2 separate regions of the Mus musculus genome follow, and region 2 is linked to region 1. Evidence: chromatin contacts called from public HiChIP or PLAC-seq data. All regions are on one chromosome and are shown on one strand. The core of a region is the stretch at or near the end of the contact, and the rest is flanking DNA. Distances in the headings are between cores, read along the strand shown. Region 1 overlaps Spock1 (sparc/osteonectin, cwcv and kazal-like domains proteoglycan 1). Region 2 holds the start of Spock1 (sparc/osteonectin, cwcv and kazal-like domains proteoglycan 1).

Evidence for each region. HiChIP or PLAC-seq counts read pairs in DNA pulled down with a chosen protein or histone mark.
Region 2: a contact with region 1 is called in an H3K27ac HiChIP or PLAC-seq map of extraembryonic endoderm stem cells. The contact joins the promoter of Spock1 here to the enhancer-like site in region 1. A contact is called at or near these places in 4 of 39 promoter capture datasets (embryonic stem cells, hippocampal neurons, second pharyngeal arch cranial neural crest and 1 more), 11 of 484 Hi-C or Micro-C datasets (cerebral cortex, cortical neurons, embryonic ectoderm and 6 more), 7 of 115 datasets of contacts at active chromatin or transcription factors (embryonic forebrain, embryonic stem cells, extraembryonic endoderm stem cells and 3 more) and 3 of 9 other capture datasets (adipose tissue, liver and pancreatic islet).

What each region holds. Positions count from the first base shown.
Region 1 is chr13:57,861,293-57,865,840 of GRCm38.p6, forward strand. The region is part of intron 2 of Spock1 (sparc/osteonectin, cwcv and kazal-like domains proteoglycan 1); the gene reads right to left. Among named protein-coding and RNA genes, the nearest start is that of Spock1, 45 kb to the right of the region's middle. Within about 2 kb of position 2,194, at least 4 of the 459 cell types and tissues checked have an H3K27ac peak or open chromatin away from gene starts, as enhancers often do. A contact at or near this core is called in extraembryonic endoderm stem cells, where this site is marked.
Region 2 is chr13:57,905,959-57,910,506 of GRCm38.p6, forward strand. Spock1 (sparc/osteonectin, cwcv and kazal-like domains proteoglycan 1) reads right to left here and starts at 2,374. Exons shown (of 12, transcript NM_009262.3): 1 at 2,234-2,374; 2 at 1,444-1,629. The coding sequence starts at 1,629.

The DNA of each region.
Region 1 (4,548 bases), core at 944-3,443:
CTAATTTAGGTCTTCTCTTTCCTCCTTTTTGTTAATTTGTCTAAGGGTTTTTCAATTTTGTTTATCTTTTCAAAGAACTAATTCATTTCACTACTTACTTTGTATTTTTTTTCATTTCATTTTACTAATTTCTGCCCTGATTTTGATTACTTCTTACCACATAGTCTTTGTGGGTTGGCCTGTTCTTGTTTCTCAGACTTTACAGTGCATTAATTTATTTATTTGAGGTCTTCCAATTTTTTATATAGGCACTTAGCATTATAGAGTTTTTTCTTAGGTCTAACTTCATAATTCAACTTTGATATATCGTGTGCTCATTTTCATTCAGTTCTAGAATTTTTTTAAAAATTTCCTTCTTAAGTTCTTCAATTCTTCATCATTCAATAGTGAGTTGCTTGATCTCCAGGAGACTGTGGACTTCCTATAGATTCTAATGCTATTGATATCTGGCTTTGTTCCATGTGGTCTGATAGACTGCAGGATATCATTTCAAACTCCTTACACCTGTTGAAAGTTGTTTTGTATCCTAATATGTGATCAATTTTGGAGAATGTTCCATGTGCTACAGAGAAGAATGTGTATTCTTTGGTGTTGAAAGGGAGTATTCTATAGATGTAATACGCTTCATGATACCATTTAAATCCAGGGTTTCTCTGCTTGCTTCTGTAAGAGTTGTCTGTGCTGTAAGTGAGGGACTGAAGTCACCCAGTATCCTTGGGTTGGAGCTAACCCATGGCTGCAGGTCTAACAGTATTTCTTCCATTGAATTGGATGCACTTATATTGGATGTATTAATTTATATATGCTTTGAAATTATAATGTCATCTTGGTGCAGTTGTCCTTTTATGAGTATGAAGTGACCTTCTTTCTTTTCTTTTCTATCTATCTTGTCAGATATTAGAATGGCTACAATGGCTTGGTTCTTGGATCCATTTTTGGGGATGCCCTTTTTCATCCTTTGACCCTATGATGATGTCTGCCTTGGGTGGTGAAAAAGATGGATCTTGTTTTCTAAGCCAATCTACTAGTCTGTGTCTTTTTGTTAGGTGTTTGGACTCTGGAACCAGGGTAGGACCAGGCCTGACCCAGGGAAAGATCCAAAGGCACACATAGAATTCCACAAGTCTTCCCACGGGTTTCAGACGTTAGCAGAGGCCTGCACTAAGCAGGGTAATGCACACAAGTGCACACAGTTCTACAACATATGTCAGTGGAAGCTGTGGGTCCAAGATGGAGGCTGGATCTGACCCAGAATAAGGCCCACAGCCACTCAGGGAATCCACATCTCCTCGCACAAGCTTCGGACCCAGGCAGACTACCCATATTGACCAAAGGACAGAATATGACCCTCAGAAAAATATGAGGGATATACTATCAGTCTCCAAATAGCAATTCCATGGAGGAAAAGAATACCTCAACTTTATCTGAATTAGTTCTTAGAACATTGTAAATAAATCTATTGAAGAAAAAAAGGGAGTATTGAGATCACCGGTGTGTGCTATCAAGCTTGGTTTATGCAGTATTGGGAATCAAACCCATGACATCTTAAATTATAGACATACCAGGTTCCTATCATGAATGTCTTACATTAGTATGGCATGGATGTTAAAATGAGTTAGCAAATTAACTAATGAACAGATACTGAGAAGTTAGTGACCAAAAAAATTAAAATTTAAAAAATTAAAAAAAGAAAGGAAGGGAATTTAATTTTTGAAGAAAAATGTAAAAAAAAAATAAAATAAAAACAGGAAGTCTTTAATCTTATGCTAGACCCCATTAATAACTCAGCTACTCCTTTGTTTCACATTTAATAGCTAACTTTTCTCCAATTTTCTCTCCCTCTCTTCTGATAATGGCTCCACTATCTCCCTGGGCTTAAAAGCATAGATCCTCTCCCCATTAATGCTTTGTCTCTGACAGCTGTGAGGTGCTATCAATCCCATTCGTGTCTGGCAGTTGTGTCTTCCTATTCATCCCCATTATTCTTGCTTAGGCTCCTCCTCCTTGCTAACTCGTCTGCACCGGTCTTTCCTTCCCACGGCACCTCTGTTGTCCATCTATCTTGCTCAACTATGCCAGAGGAATTTTGCCAAGCCAAAAGTCTTCCCCTCAAAGCTCCCCAGTCCCTGTGGAGCACTCCACTACCCTGAAAGCCACTGACTCCCGGCCCTGCCAGCCTCGGGAGGGAGCACACTGCCTAGGCTTCTTGAGAGCTATGACTGTTTTCCTCCTTGACCCTTGACACAAGAGCATCCTCCAGTCTCCATCGACACATTCCTTGTTAAATGCTCCATGCTCCCCGAGCTCAGAAACCCATGCTTGGCCACTCTGTCTCTGCTTCCCTGATGCATTCATTCCTGCACACTGTAAAGTTTCAGAAGTAAGTTGTCACAGAAAGCCTCAGTGTTGCCCCAAGCTCACATCTCAGTCTCTCCGGGGTGAACTAAATGCTCACAGAGCTTTCCACTCTGTGTTCATTTTTGTAGGGCACCCGTCATCTCCCATGCTCTTCCATTGTGTTTTGAGACAATAACACAGATAGGAGAGTTACACTAAGCATAAACAGACTCCTGTAATCTAGCCCCAGATAGCATAGAAGAGCTACACTAATCCAGCTAACGTGCACTCCTTTTAACGTTCATGTAAATCCGCTTCTCATTTGAAAATTTAACAACTTTCATCTTAGTAAACATCTCCCCCCTTGATCTATACAAAAATAATAAGGGATTTAGCTCATCCAGACTTTACTTAGTCCCACACAGACATTTTATGCCTCCTTTTGAAATCTTACTCCTGCTGTGGCACATTAATTCTGATACGGATTGCAAACGCTGCGGACAGCCCCACTGATTGGCTCCAGTTGCTCACGTTAGTTGCCTTCAGAGAGCACTGTAACCTTCTAGCTAAGCATGTCTGTATTTCTCTAGTTCTGCAGGTTAGGACAGTTTCACTATCTGTGTTTTATACCAGCAACCCTATCAACTGTTTTGTAAGGTGTATTTTCCTTTATTTACTTTTATCATATGTTTATGGGTGCTTTACCTACATGTGTGTATACACACCACATGTGTGTTTGGTGTTCATGGAGACCAAGGAGGGGGCATCAGAGACCCTGGAAGAGGAGTTACAGAAGGTTGTGAGACACAATGTGAGCGATGAGAACTGAACTCAGGCCCTTTGCAAGAGCAGCAAGTGGCCTTAAGCCACGGAGCCACCTCTCCAGCCCTAAGAACTACCCTCTTTAATTCGTTATGTGTCCAACTGGCATCCTGCTGACTCAACTGGAATGAGTATGGATGACCTGTCCCGTATAATAACTTCTGGAAGAGTTTTCCACAAAATCCAGCAGTGACAAATGTCTAGGCTGTGGCTCTGCCCTGTGATGGAGGTTGTGTTTTTATTGCCTGTGTTACGGATACAAACGCAGACTTCTCTCTGCTCACGTGAGTAAGCATTCTTCCTCTGCTTGTCCCCTCCACAGTACCGTCAGCTCTGCAAAAGCCCAGGGTAAATCTTCAGCTGGTCTGAGCTCCACTTTTGTCCTTGGTGCCTTTGTCTTAGTGAAAGTGGCTACATGAGTCCAAAAGCAAACCCTTCCTTGTTTCCTGAAAATGTCCAGGTTGCAATAAAAATCCAGGATGGGAGCCCACAGGTCTGAGCTTTGGGGGTTGGAGGTTATGTGACTTTTAAAAGTCAAATTCAGAAGTCTTTTACCAGGATTCATGTTCTTTATCTTCATTCAAAGCAACAACAAATGTTAGAGAGCTATAAGCTGTTTCCATACATATTATAAAGAATGGGTCCACTAAGCAAAATAGACGAGCTTCTAAATAAAGCTCAGGACCAGAACCCATGTCATCTTTCCAGAGATTATGGCTCCGCTGTCAACACACCACCAGGAGATACACCCACCCTCCCTGAGTCAGCTGAAGAGTCACTCAGAGACCTTGGAGTGTGAAGCTGCCTCACATACACCTCTCATTAAAAATAACTGTCAATTCCCTGTGTGCTCTGCCTGATTCTCGTGGGTATCTACAAGAAAGTAAAAACAAAAGCCTGAGCTTTCTTTCCCATAAACAGCACATGGGTGAGAAATTCTCTATGTGAGACCAAGGGAGCTCGGTTTCAGAATATCAAGACACTGAAAGCTACAGCCATGTTTGCTCAAATCAGTAAACAATTGTCCCGATTTTCTATGTCTCTCACAGTTATAAAATCTACACATGGTGCAGCTGGACCAGGAAAAGAAAGTATGCATCCATCCAAGACCATGTGGCTTCAAGAACAAAATTCGTGTCAGCCAATCAGCACTGTGGGCAGATCAAGTTGAGGATTATTTTTAGAGACGTCATCATGGTTCTTAAAGTATCCCAAATAAACTTGTGGATTTTAAGAAATAGAAAGGGTCAAAAGGCTGTTTTATACTATTTCAGTGCAAGGGGCTCATGAAAAGCATTGAATTTAAAATCACAACCTCAAATTCTATTCTGACTACAAGACTCATGCTAGTAGACTCTCCACATCTCCTGGGTTTTGCTTTTCTGAGCT
Region 2 (4,548 bases), core at 1,124-3,623, 45 kb after region 1:
CCCTCCATGCTCCCTTCCCCACACACCTGGCCAGGCATGGTAACATCTCAGGCTGGCCCTCAAGATCTTAAAAGCGCCATAGATGGCTAAGAGAACTTGTTAGGAACTGTGAGATGCAGACTAGAGTCTCCTTCTGTTGGGTCCAGCAGGCAGATCTGTGGCAAACAGTCCCAAATAACCAAGGAGATTCAGTGTGTGTTTGAAAAGCTCTTCCCAGAAGAAACTCCTCCAGGGAGGAGAGGGGCTCGGAGGATATAGCAGCAAATCCCGGAAGGAGATCTGGACAGGTGCTATTTAGAAAGCACTGGAAGCCATCTGGAGTCATGCAGTTCCTCAGAGACTAGCTCCCTGCAAGGCCTCGAGATACTGAGAATGGGTTCTGAGAAATCCATGGAGAAAAGTATGGGGTGCCTTTCTCTACCTCTGTATATAACTGTGATGATGTCCAGTGGCATGGCTCAGGTCACCCCTTTAAATATATATATATATGGTATGGCTCAGGTATATATATATATATGTATGTATATATATATATATATATATATAGTGTGTGTGTAATTTATTATATATTGCTTTTTTAATGTTCTAACACATAAACTACTGCATAAAAACAAAACATTCAAACATAAAAGCTTTACTCATTGTAAGTCTTAGACATTTTTACAATACTGAAAGCATCTCGGGGACAGGGATTCCTAATGTCCCCTTAATCCCTACCACTCTGGGGAGTCTTTGAAGGGGCTGGGGAGCAGGTCCTACTGGAAGGGGGCTTCTTGCCCCATCTTCTGGAAGCACAGAGGTATGTAGGAGCCAGGACTGTGGCGGAGACAAACAGCAGATGTGCCCTGATGCCCCAGGGTTTCTCCCCCACATCCCACCTGGCACTCTCCTGGGGAAAGGATTCTCTGATTCTCTGCGCTGCCTGTTCCCTTTTCCCTTCCACTGAAGTCTGGAAGACTCCAAGCCACTGCACTGTTCCCTGCTATCCCATCAAGTTCATTGCCAGGAGGCCCCCAAGACCTCCCCTCATGCCTGACCTCATGGCTTCTTAATAAATGAGCTATACACATCACTAGAGATTTTTTTTTCCTGATGCACCCAAAAGATAGCCAGATCCTGCAGCTCCCAGGACCTTCCTTCCAGGGTTTGGTAAAGTCAGTCTGCCATCAGTAGCTCTCAGACACTTGGAGAGCCCCTCTCCCCAAGCTGCTTAAGGTTTGTGCCCTGTTTCTGTGAGGACAGCTGCATCGATCCTACAAGTGCACATACCTGGAATACAGGTAACACGCAAGAGCACCCAGCCTTCCAAGTTCTCTTTAAAGTTCCTCTCAGGCTAGACGGATGCACTGTGGACCTCCATGAGAGGTTTGAACCTACCACCCCCAACCCCTACACTGGTCTCTGAGCCCCCCCCCCCCATTTTCCACCCCCAGCCGAACTCACATCTCGGAAGCGGTTCCAGTACTTGTCACGGTCATACTGGGAGACAGTGCTCAGCCACTGGTCATTGTCTAGGAAATTGGCGTTGTTGAGGGCCGCGCCACCGGCCAGCGCGTCCAGGTGCCGGCTGTCCACTTGGAGGAAGCACCACGCCGCGGCGGCCGCCGCGAGCACCGCGATCGCTGGCATCTGGGGGCAGGGCACACGGGCGTGAGCCGGTGACAACAGGGCTACCTCAAGCCCCTCACTCCCACCGGGTGTCTGGGCGCCTAGGGGCGCGCACAAGCTGCAGCGCCTGGGCTCACCGCGGGGACAGGGTGGTCCCTCTCACACCTGGGACGGAGGTTGCACCTGGAGAGCCCTTATGCATGGAAACAGCTACAAACGCAGAGCCTAGGTCACCGACTCGGGGCCGCCGTCAAACTACTGAAGACCCTCTCACCGGCTCTCCGTTGTGGGGCTCCAGTACATCTCCCCCAAAACCCGGATGCTCAATGTGCCAGCCGCACTCCCACAGACGGGCCCCACAGCTCTGGTGTAGGGATAGGGATAACGGCGCTCTGAGCATCATCCCAGGCTCTGGCAGACGGGGGCTTTGGGGTGCCCTCAAGCCGGGCTTCCCGTTCCCAGCTAAGGCAAAGGTCTCTCTGCTCCCGGCCCGCGGCTTCTGCGCAACAGGGACACGCAGAAATGCCCCCAGGCCCTGACCCTGCCAGCCCGGGAGATGGCCTCAGGAAGGTCCCAACTACGCCAAATATGCCAAGTTGGGGCTCAGTGTTCTGCGGACACGTACCTTGGGAGCCCGCCCGAGTCCCGGCGCCCGAGTTGCTGGGGTTCCTGTACCGCGGTGGCTGGGAAGGCTGATGCCCGGCTCGTTCCCTTGCGCACCTGCCGCCGCCGCGCGTCCGGCCGCTTTGTGAGCCCGCAGCGCTCTGGCTCGTCTCGGGCGCGGCGTCCGCGGGCGGAGAAGCCTGAGCTCCTAGCCGAGGCCTCTGGCGCCCCCTGGCGGCTACTTGGCGCTCAGCGGTCCCATCCGGGAGCGTGATTCATTCGCAGCTCTACAGGGCTGACACAGATTTCAAGCTCAGGGAAATGATGTTAGAAGGCCAAGAAGTCGCCAGTGTTGAGGGACTCTCAACGAGTAAGTGCTTGGGACACCCGTCTCAGAATCTCTACGGTGGAGAGAGGAGACTCTCTCCAAGAGTCGGCCCTTTAAATGAGTCCCTGTTGCGTCTTGTGCACAGACAATATTTAGGTGAACTTCTCTACTCCCTGGTTCAAGCCATACACCCAGCATCTCTAAGTCTGATCTCCAACCAGAGCCACCCCTAAGAGTCCTGTGGAACCGACCTCCAGCTTCAAGCACGGACAGAAGGAGAAAGCTGGCCTTGACCCAGCCCTCTCTTCTCTTTCCAAATACTCAGCGTGTTTGGTTTAATAGGGGTGGGAGCGACTTAACAGGTGCATCGCTGCCTACTTCTTGGCACAGCTATAGCCTATAGCCCTGAACACACACACACACACACACACACCAAACTCAAAACCCTTCAGGACACTTCCCTGAGAAACACCCAAACCCTAGTCCCCTGCACACCTGGTCCTTGCCCTCTTACCCTTCTGCCTCTGTTTGCCCCCACCCACCCACCCACCCCTGCCTTCTTGTCCCCACTTTCTACACAGGCTAGCCTTGGGGTCAGACCCCAGTGGCAAGGGCTCCTCCAGGCCTGGGATCACTTTGCCCCTGGGCAGACTTGAGCTACCAGAATATCTGAATGCATTCTGCAGCTGCCTCATCTCCATTTGTTCCGAGATTTGTGGTCCCTGTGATTCAGGCCAGGACCTCGGTGACACTGCCCTGAGAACTCAGTGTTTCTCCAGCTGCAAGCTCACTGCGCTTAAGGTCACTTATGGCAAGCGTGACCTTCCCGTGGGCTGGAACTCTCTGACAGTGCGATCTGCCTTGCTCTCAGCAGCTGCACCAGTCATGACACACCACCAACAGTCAGTATCAGAGGGATCCTGAGCCCTGCTTTTCAATATGCCACCACGATGATGTGGCCGGTTGTGAGTCGTGCTGTAATAATTGGGCAGATGGCATGGTTTAAGCATGTGAATTGCAGTTCTTGTGCATTCTGGGAGGCCTTAGTACAGGAGAAGTGGAGTCTTTTTTTTTCATGTTGGGGAAACACCTCACCCAGAGAGTATCTTATCACGGGGATGAACACAGTGAGTATCTGATGTCATAGCTGGAGAGAGAGAGGCTTGGGATAGTGAGAGGAATGCATCTCATTTCAAGAGAAACTTATGTGCCAAGTTGGGGCTCAGTGTTCTGCGGACACGTACCTTAGGAGCCCGCCCAAGTCCCAGGACCGCAGTACCGTGGCTGGGAAGGCAGCTGCCCGGCTTGTTCCCCTGCGCACCTGCCGCCGCAGCCGCCGCCTTTGTCCCGCGCTCTAGCTCACATACGGGCCTGTGCAAGCATTACCTCTCATTCCCCAGCCATGTTTTGTCAGCACCCCTGTTCTGAAGAGTCACACCCGATGTCATTTTTGCCTCCTCATAACCAGTTCTTTCATCAAGCCATCTTAATCTACCTTTGAGTTAAGTGATTGGCCACACCAGCCGCCTGCCCTGCTCAAGCCTGGGCTCTTTCTATGAACTCCTGCAGCATGGCCATTCCTGGCTCTTCAGTCGTCACGGATCATCTTTTCCAGTCGTCACGGATCTTTTTTTGTTTTGTTTTGTTTTGTTTTGTTTTGTTTTGTTTTGTTTTTCGAGACAGGATTTCTCTGTATAGCTCTGGCTGTCCTGGAACTCACTCTGTAGACCAGGCTGGCCTCGAACTCAGAAATCCGCCTGCCTCTGCCTCTGCCTCTGCCTCTGCCTCTGCCTCTGCCTCTGCCTCTGCCTCTGCCTCTGCCTCTGCCTCTGCCTCTGCCTCTGCCTCTGCCTCTGCCTCTGCCTCTGCCTCTGCCTCTGCCTCTGCCTCTGCCTCTGCCTCTGCCTCTGCCTCTGCCTCTGCCTCTGCCTCTGCCTCTGCCTCTGCCTCTGCCTCTGCCTCTGCCTCTGCCTCTGCCTCTGCCTCTGCCTCTGCCTCTGCCTCTGCCT